Regions from separate parts of the Mus musculus genome. Here region 2 is linked to region 1. Evidence: chromatin contacts called from public Hi-C data. All regions are on one chromosome and are shown on one strand. Each heading gives the region's core, a stretch centred on a gene start, on an enhancer-like site or on the middle of the called end of the contact. The rest is flanking DNA. Distances are from core to core; before and after follow the strand shown.

The links. A called contact is a pair of places that touch in the nucleus more often than the background predicts.
Region 2: a Hi-C map of cerebellum shows a contact between it and region 1, with 2.7 times the contacts expected there. The contact joins two enhancer-like sites. A contact is called at or near these places in 2 of 484 Hi-C or Micro-C datasets (cerebellar granule neurons and cerebellum).

The regions. Positions count from the first base shown.
Region 1 is chr6:88,556,613-88,561,659 of GRCm38.p6, reverse strand. All of the region lies in intron 5 of Kbtbd12 (kelch repeat and BTB (POZ) domain containing 12), which reads left to right. Among named protein-coding and RNA genes, the nearest start is that of Sec61a1, 40 kb to the right of the region's middle. Within about 2 kb of position 3,434, at least 22 of the 459 cell types and tissues checked have an H3K27ac peak or open chromatin away from gene starts, as enhancers often do. A contact at or near this core is called in cerebellum, where this site is marked.
Region 2 is chr6:89,345,547-89,350,259 of GRCm38.p6, reverse strand. All of the region lies in intron 3 of Plxna1 (plexin A1), which reads left to right. Among named protein-coding and RNA genes, the nearest start is that of Gm40415, 13 kb to the left of the region's middle. Within about 2 kb of position 1,624, at least 57 of the 459 cell types and tissues checked have an H3K27ac peak or open chromatin away from gene starts, as enhancers often do. A contact at or near this core is called in cerebellum, where this site is marked.

The DNA.
Region 1 (5,047 bases), core at 2,185-4,684:
CTAATAAGTGTTCTTAAATGCTTCAACCTCCCTTCTAGCCCATCAACCAAAGGTAAGGGGAAAAGGATGGTTAATAGGACAAGGGGGTTAGATATGGACCTGTTTAGAAGTAGTCCTTTGAGGTGATATCAGTCTTTGTTGTCAGGATATCGGCAGTCCAGTCCAAAACATCAAACACAAATCAGTAGCAGCAGTCCAGTCCAGTTGGCAAAGACCAAACAGGAATCAGTAGTGGTGGCTCAATTCAGAAGAAACCTCGAGGCTCCAACGAACTGAATCAGCACAAGTCCATGGAAGCAGCAAGAAGTAACCAGAATAGCACGAGTTCTTTGGCAAGTTTCTCTCTATGAAGCCACAAGAGAAGATCAGTGAAGACCAGTGAAACGTTGCGAGGTGAACCAATGCAAAAGCCACTCACTGTCTGTTGGGTTCTACTTAGACTCTTCCCAAACATCACCTCTCAAGGGCCTGCCTCAGCAAAACATCCTCTCATAAGACGGCTTCCGGAAAAACATCCCATGAGGCAACTGAGTCTCCAAAGAAGCCAGAAATGTTCACTTCAGGATGGTGTTCAGAATTGATATTGGATAGCTCAGTGGAACTTGCCCCCAAGCCTAACAATGCCAGCTGGATAGGTGAGAGAAAACCAACTCCCACCCAAGAAATAAGGAAACAAAACACCCAGATAATATGTAAGAGGGCACAAGGCTTGCAGACTCTTCACCAAAGTAGACACAAAATCTGAAATAAATGTTCAACTCTCTTCTTAGGAAAATGTGAATTAAAGAAGTCACTATGAGATACTACGCTACAAACTATCTGAAAAGCTAAATATTTTAAGACATTATTTGATAATTAGGTCTTACTTCATGAAAGTGTTAAAAGCAGACTCCCATGCATTCCTGGTGAGAATGCCAAGCAAAACAGCCGCTCTGGGAAAAGGCCATTGGTATGTCTCTCTCTCTCTCTCTCTCTCTCTCTCTGTGTGTGTGTGTGTGTGTGTGTGTGTGCGTGAGATGTGGGAGACAGTCAGTGACTTCCCAAGAGAGGAGATGAATTATAACACACAAACTTGTACATGAGCATCTTTCAAGTTATAATTTCTAAAACTGAGTGACTCAAAGGCCTTTAAGGAGATGAGCAGAGAAACAGAGAGGTGGTAGACTCCACGGAGGGAATAGAACTCAACAGTGCAGCGAGCACACCAACTGAACTGGAGCTAGACAGCTGTGAGCTGCCATGTGCGTGCTAGGAACCGAACCCAGGACCTCTGGAAGAGTACTGCTGAGCCATCCCTCCAGACCCTGTTTTGCTACTTTAATGCTTCTGCATGACTTTATAGAAACATTCCTAGCTGGACTTTGTGGTACATGCCCTTTCATCACAGCACTGGGAGGCAGAGGCAGGTGGATCACTATGAGTGCAAGGCCAGCCTGGTCTACATAGCAAGTTCCAGGCCAGCCAGGACTACAAATACTCTTAGAAATAAACTTAGAAAAGGTAGGAATTGGTTTATAGTCCATCAATGGAATGCTAATTGTCCCTGGGATCAAAAATAATTGTATAGGTGCATTCTTTCAATTTTATGAAATTCTTAACTAATTAAATGTGTGGTCCAGGCAAGAATGCTGTCACACACGCCTGTCCGTGTGATCCCATCTTGTGTGCCCTGTGGGATCATGAAGACCCTCTCCTTCCCACTCTGCCTGCAGAGCGCTTGCTGCTCTTTTATCCTTGTGGACAGACTGTCACCTGCTGGTCACAGCGCTCCTCTTCCCCCTCCTTCTTCCTGAGTCAGGGTTTGGTTAATCCTTTGCTTTCACTGACAGGCAATTCACTTACCACCAGAAGAGCAGGTCACATCCCTGACTGAGAATAAGCCAAAGTAGGCTGGACACTTCTCTGTTGATTCGCACATCCAGTAGGCCAGAGCATCACAGGCAGTGAGGGGGCTCCTTCCCCTCTGCAGAGCCGTTCACTAGCAGGGAAGAATGCAGATCACACCTCACAGTGAGGTGGGAATTGAAATAAATCTATGTTACAGTTTTTCTGTGATCTGCTCCCCTCAGGATCGTATGTGTTAAGACTTGGTCCCCGGCTGCTGGCACTGTTTTAGGAGACTATGTCACTTTTAGGTGGGAGGGTCTCTGGCGGAGGAGACCTCCAGTTTATGGCCCATCCTGCTTTTAGTCTGTTTCCTGGTCTGCCTACACATGACAGAGCAAGACACTGTTCACTCCCACCACCATGAAGCCACCAGCATGATGGACTATGTTCCCTGAAACTCTGAGCTCAGGAAAAAAATCCTTCCTCCTTAAGATACTTCTTGTCAGGTGTTCAGTCACATCGATGACAACAATGGCACAGAACAGAAACTGAATAAAGTAGAAATCAGCACAACAGAGGCAAGGCTCATCTTACAGAAGTCAGTGGGAAATGTCCTCAATACCATTTCTGTAGGGCTGGCTTGGCTCGGTAGTGGGTACCACTCTTCCAGAGTTCAGTTCCTAGTACCCAAGTGAGGCAGCTCACAGTTGCTTATCACTCCAGGGGACCTGACATCCTCTTCTGGCTCCTGTGGGCACTACACACACACACACACACACACACACACACACACTCCCAGAGAGAGAGAGAGACTCACAGAGAGACAGACAGACAGACAGACAGACAGACAGACAGACAGACAGATGGATGCAAGAGAGACAGAGAGAATTTAAAATGAAAAAAATAAATCTAAAAAAAAATTAAATAGTAATACTATTCCTATAATGAAACCCAGCAAGTCAGCATTTCACTGAAAATCAGTGGAAAACAGTGTACAGTCTCCCCAAACACTCTTCCCACTTTTCCAATCACTTTAAGAATAACACCTAGCCGGGTGTGGTGGCGCACACCTTTAATCCCAGCACTCGGGAGGCAAAGGCAGGCGGATTTCTGAGTTCTAGGCCAGCCTGGTCTACAAAGTGAGTTCCAGGACAGCCAGAGCTATACAGAGAAACCCTGTCTCAAAAAACCAAAAAAAAAAAAAAAAAAAGAATAACACCTAGATGAAAATGGTCCCTGATGTTTCCACTGAAGTACTTTCACTGCACAGAGCACGCCCTAAAAAGCATGGGGTGTATCCCAAGGCAGTCTGCCGCATACATGGGCTTCCACTGCCTTCTTTACCTCAAACCTCATGCCCATATCTCATTTACTCCTTGGTATAGCAGAGCCCATTTTCCTATGAGACAGTTTTCTTGAACCACTGGCTGCTGGAGACATGCCACTCAGGCTTGCCTGACTCCTTCAGGGAATATGATACTGCCGCATGTGGTGCATCTATTTTTGGGGAGTACCTGGATTGAAAAGAGCTGACATGGGGTTCTGCCTCCTGTGCCTTTTCCTTGCTAGTGTGATGATATTTCATCCTAAGTAGGTCATCTCAAGTGCCAGCCCCTTTCCTGGTTCTCCAAGCCCTGAGCTTAGAAGAGTACCAAGAGTGACACCAAGAGGATGAACCAAGCTGCCACACCAACCTGTTGGGGGTGGTGACAACCTGGGGTCACACAGAGGGTGTGTGATAGTGCACCTCCTCTCTGAGGGAGAGCCTATCTGCTATCACCTTCCGTTTAAGACTAATACAGTGATTTTATCCCATGTCTGGAATAACAGGCTCCTGGGAACAATGGCAACACACATGTATTTAAAATAAATACAGCATGAGGAAGATGGGGAAGTGAATCCAGAAAAGGCAGCAATGAGAGGTCTGCCTACTTTCATCTAAATGTAGACTCAGGGACCTTCTTCCCAGAAAGACAAAAGAAAACCAGATCTTGAGTGTGGCTGTGCTAAAAAGCACATCCCTGACAGTCCCAGAGAGCAGGAGCAGTTACATCAGCTTGCAGAATGAACCCACAGGATGACTCCAGCTGTGCAGGGCTGCTGTCGGTTGGCCACGCCTCTCCTATTCTTGCTGAGGCAGTGCAAGGCTCCCTCCTGCTGCACCCATACTCCATACCCCCACGGTAGGGCCAGGCATCCTTCCTGCCACTCGGAAGGTGACACAACAGTAGAAGTTACAGAAACTGTACATCTGTCCACAATGCTAACATTTTTTAAAGCTAGTTAAATAATAGCTCAGGGGCTGATGAAGCTGTCCTTGTCACCAAGACTGACAACCCAAATACAATACTTGGAACCCATATAGTGGGACAAGGGTGGTGGGGGAGGAGAGCCAACTACTCACACACATACACACAATAAGTAAATTTTATTTTTTTTAAATTTATGATCAAAGGATAGACAAATACCATTGTGTTCATCTTTAAAACTCAGTGGTGAGCCTATCAGCTTTTAAATTTTTTTTATTTTATTTTCAAGTATGTGTGTTCACGAGCATGTCTGTGTGTGTTCATGTACGGATACAATACCCATACAGTCTAGAAGAGGGCACCACATCTCCTATAGCTCAAATAACAAGCAGTTTTTGTGAGCCCTCCAACTTGCTGCTAGGAACTGAACCTGGGTCCTCTACAAGAGCAGTGGACATACCCTCACTCTTAACTGCTAAGCCATCTCCAGCCCTCAGCTGCAAACTCTTAAACATTCCAAACGAGTCTTGAGTTAAAACAGTATCCAACTTTGAAATGGCAGAGTATGGAGTTCAGAGTCATCCCAGAAACCCTGTAAATGGAGGTAGAGCACGCAGAAGAGACGCTTGAAGGCATATTTGAAAAGACAGGGACAGCACTGGATTCAGCACCCGGATCAGAGGACAGGGAAGGAGCGGGAAGGAGCTCCGAAGAGCACCAGAGAAACTCTCAGAAACAGTTTTCAACTTGGCGCAAAGGACTCTGTCACACTTTTGAAAGTTCTTGATTTGAGGTCAGAAGTCCAACGTGACTTCCTGCTTTCCATGAGGCTAGTATAGTCACTGGGATTTCAAAAGATAATAAAGCCTCCCCAGCTCCCAAGATTGGCAAGTATATCTAATTAGTGTCTAATTAGGGTCGCTGCTAAGCTGTAAACCCTTTCCAATTTGACCTAGAATTGTAGCATATAA
Region 2 (4,713 bases), core at 375-2,874, 790 kb before region 1:
GGACACACCACCAACATCACCATCTCCAGAGCCCCTCCCAGGCTCTGCCTACTCCAGGGATGCCCTGGCTGACCCTTTGTGGCTAAGGTTCTGGGAATGGGCTGAGTCATGTGCATTTCCTTTGTGTCTTTTGCTCAGCTGCCACCAGGCTCATCCTGACCACAGTGCCAAGCTGTGGCCTGCTCTGGGTCTGTGAGTTCCACACTGTGGGCCACATACAGGTCAAGCATGCAACCCTCTGCTTGCCATGCAGTGTTTCATGCAGCATTGCTCCAAGGACCTAGCCTTTGGGGCATAGGTTCTGACAGTGTCGGGAAGAGTTGCAGGGCTTTGATCTTGGTCTTTCCATTCAACTTCTCAACTAATGTCTTGTTCCAAGCACTAGGTGGGACCCATTTCTGTTTTCTCTCCCTGCTAATTGTAAGTAGGAAATGGAGGGGCCCAGGCTGTCTGCCTTCTGTGGAGTAGATGTGCCCCTGTGGCACCCATGTACTCTCGTAGTGCTGAGCAGACATCTGTGTCTCCTGGGAGCACTGCTTCCTTCTTGCTGGTTCTAAAGGAGACCTGCCATCAGGGGCTGAGTCAAGACACAGACCTGATCAGTGCTATCTAGCTACTAGCCCCAGGCTGATGGCATATTAGCTCCTAGTGGCCAACAGGCTACCCAGATGCACATGGAAGTCACTCTTAATGTGTTTTACTCCTAGTACCCACCCTGGGCAGCTCTTCCTCTGGGAGCAGTTAGGTTCCATCCATGGCAGAGGAGGCCACAGTAGTGTAGCCCAGGGCTGTCCTAGGAAACATGTTCTATGAGTGGGAAACAGTGGGGCCATAGCAGAGAGTCTCCAAGTAACCTCCAATCAGATGCTCCCTCCTGTAGAACTGCTAGCCTCTGAATTCTCAGTCCCAAGAGGTGAGTATTGGCCTGAGTGATCCACTGTGTGGGGAAGGTCAGTGCTGGAGCGGGCTACAGCTAGCTGGTCCTCACAGCCCCAACTGTCCTTTGCCTAGAGCTCTAGCCTCTTTTATGTGTGACAGAGTTAGAGGTGAAAGAAGTAACCCCTGGAACCCCTGCCTATACCTGACCCAATTATAGCTATTGGGCACCTGCAAACCATGTTTTGTCATCCAGGTATGGACAGCTAAGTGCCAGCTACTCTTATACTGTCAAACTGCCTGGTCTTTGAGGGTGGTGGTGATCGGGGGTTAGAGGAAGGGCCTTTATGGGAATGGAGGCTGCCTTATGTAGCCCCTTCTATGACAACCTCCTACAGAAGACAGGCTTGGCAGTTTTATCTGCAGAAACTACTATGCTCACTGGCTGCTGCCCCTGATCTCTTCTCTCCTCTAGACCCTGTCCTGGAGAGTGAGATCACCCAGTACACTCTCACAAACAGGGAGGCCAGGGCTAAGTAGTTTGTAGGGTCAGCCCAATCTGCTATCTTGGGGCAAGCGGAGCAAGGGACCTCCTCTCTTAGGTTGGGCAAAACTGGGCAGCCCCCTGCCTCCGGGCAGCTAGGGCGCGTGCCGGCCTTGGCATACAGCCTGGATAGCCCAGACATCCTCTTCAGCAACCCGCCTGCCCTCGGTCTGGATAATGGCCCCATTGTTGGCTCAGGGCTGGACGGACAGCTGACCTGGCCAGGCTGTCAGCTGCCTGCCCACCCGCCCTGCAGCAGTTGGCCAGGGCCTTAGAGGTGATTGGAGCCTAGCAGGCAGGCTGGCAAGCCTGGAGGCTTTGGCCTTCCCCACGGGTGACAGCCTCCTCTCCAGCCTGACCAGGTTCCCTCTGTATGGCCTCTCCTGCAGTTCCTGGGATCCATGGGCAGGGTGCTCCTGTCCATTGGAGAGATCAGAGTCTGACCTGGCTTCTCTCTTGGGTCAGCTCAGATTTCAGGTCCATCTTGGCAGATAGGATAGAGACCTGAGGCTTAAGAAGCACAGGCAGGATGGAAAAGACTATGTCACCAAGATAGGGTAAGTGTTGGTGCAGCTTGGGGCTGTGTCCAAGGAGGCTAGGTGGTTCCACCACAGCTTCTAGAGGCATTGTGCTGTTCAGTTATAGAGGATTCTGGTGTCTGGGGAAAAGAATGAGAAACAAGAAGGCAACAGCTGGAGATGGTAAGGATACCCAGGATGCCCCAGTCCATGCCTTCCCATGTTCACCAGTTGCCCAGCTGCTTTGCAAGGGACTGCCAGAGCAGCTGTCTCCAGGTAGGTGGCCCTAGAGTGGACAGCTGTGGGCTAAGCCCTTGGCACGTGGGCTCTGCTGCCATGTCAGTGCTGCCCTGCTGTTATTGCCCTGGCCCTGTGCCTACTCTGCCTTCTAAAGCTCTTGCTCTTGCCCTCCTGGGATGCCCTCCTGGCCAGCTCCCCAATGTTCCAGGGCAGACTGTGTTCCCAGTTACAATCAGGTACCTAGAACTTGGTTCTTCTCACAGGCTCTCTGAGATACAGTTTACTGTCTGTGTGGTCTGATGAAGCTGGCTGTACTTTAGTGACTCTAGCTTGGTGGGATACAGCATGACTTGGGGACCATCATTCCAGTCAGGTGTTCCCCTCATGTTTGCACCTGGGGACCCCATCAAATGCATATATCCACAGTAACCACCATTACGTAGGTATATACAATGGGGACCCCCTTCACACATGTATTTATACAGAGACCCTGTTACATATGCTTGGGGGGCTCCATTACATACATGTATAGACAGGGTCACATCACACACATATATCCTGGGGGAATTTTATCATCTGGCAACTCCATCAAACAGGTATATACAGAGACTTCATCATATGTGTGTATATAGGGTCTCCACTACATGTGCTTGCATAGGTCCTATCAAACACATGTACATGGGGACCTCATCATACATGTGTGCACATGGATCATATCCTACATGTGTATAGTTTCCCCTTCATACATATGCCCTTAAGGACTGTGTGATGCATTGTCCTGGGGACTATCTATACATGTATATAGGAACCCATTATATACGTACGAATGGAGAGCCCATCACGTGTTCACAGGCTTTACTACACATGTCCATGTGCTCACACACTCATCATGTGTATACAAAGGAACATCACATATTCAGAGACTAGCACATGTATGTACATACATATGCCCCATTATACATGGGTATGCAGAGGCCACATCATCACACATATGTACACACAGGGTCCTATCACATGTATACACTGAGACCCCGTTCACACATATGCACATTGAGGCCCTATCACATATGTGCACAGTAATCCCATCATCACATGTGAGGTCTATGGCCCTTGTCCCAAGTGTGTACACAGGAGCCCCATCAACTGGTGTGTGCACAAAAACTTGTCATGGATACATCCATTGCACATATGATCATAGGGACACTATATGTATACATATAGGAACCTGTTCCATGTGTATACACAGAGATCCCATCATATGTATGCAAAAGAACCTCATTACCCACATGTGCACAGAGACCCCATTAGGAGTGCACTAGGAACTACATCACATGCTATACACCCAGGGAACTGACCCTGTTATATATACACCTAGGGACTCCATCACATACATGTTCACACAGGGACCCCCATCATACATGCACCTAGAGACTCCATCACACAGATGTTGTCACAGGTGTCTTGTATTTACTTTTTCGGAATCTGTGATAAAATACCTACCCTGACAAAAGCAATTTAAAAGGAAAGGGGTTTATTTTTGCTCGCCGTGGGATAGAGTCCATTATAGTAGGGGAGGTCATGGCAGCAGAAAGGCAAGTGGAGCCAGACTGTAAACCTCAGGGTCCACCCCAAGTGATGCACTTTTTAACGAGACTCCCACATCTGAAAGATTCTGCAACCTCTCTCTACAGTGGCAGCAGCTGGGAATGAAGTATTTAAACACATGAGCCTATGGCAGGCATTTCATATTCAAAACATAAACTCCATCATCACATATGTACCCAGAGACACTGTGACACTGATGTGCACAAAGGTCCTGTCAGGCCTGAGCATGGCTTGGCTCAATGCAGAGTACTGCAACACACTCATGTCTATAACCTCCCTGATGCCCACAATTCCCCTAGCTGAGGAATGGTATCCACGCTCTGCCAGTGGTCCCTCCCTGGAGTTAGCCTCTACTGGGCTGTGTCCCTAGGACCTGGTTGTGCATGTGGACCATTGCTGGGCAGGTGGATGGACAGCTGAACTCACAAGCCCCCAACTGCAGCTGTTGAGACCACCTGTCCCAGTCAATTAAGCTGGCAGGCTGGGGGCAGGGCCTCCTGAGCCTGGATGGCCTGTGATCCTTTCCTTATGGACTCTGCTCTCTGCTCTGGCCTGTCCTTTTCCTGCATACCTGGAGCTAGTGTGTCTACCCAGTCTGGGAAGGGTGGTGGCAGGCAAGATAGGGCTGGGGGTTACATGGTCATTGTGGCAGGAGGAAACTCCCCTGGTCTCTGTCCAGGGCACCCTGTATGCAAGGCTACCACCCAGGAGTGACGAGGATGGGATCTTTCTGGGATGTGGATGTGGGTGAAGCCTAGGGTGTGGGGGAGTAGAGTCATGGCTGTGGTCTTGGAGGCTTGTAAGACATTGGTCTAGAGTTCTCGGTCCCCTGCCCACTGAACAGGCTTGTTTCCTGGCACCTGTCTCAGGCAAGCTTTTCTGTCTCTGTCACCGTGGGGGGAGGTGGAAGCATGATTCATTCCCATTTCA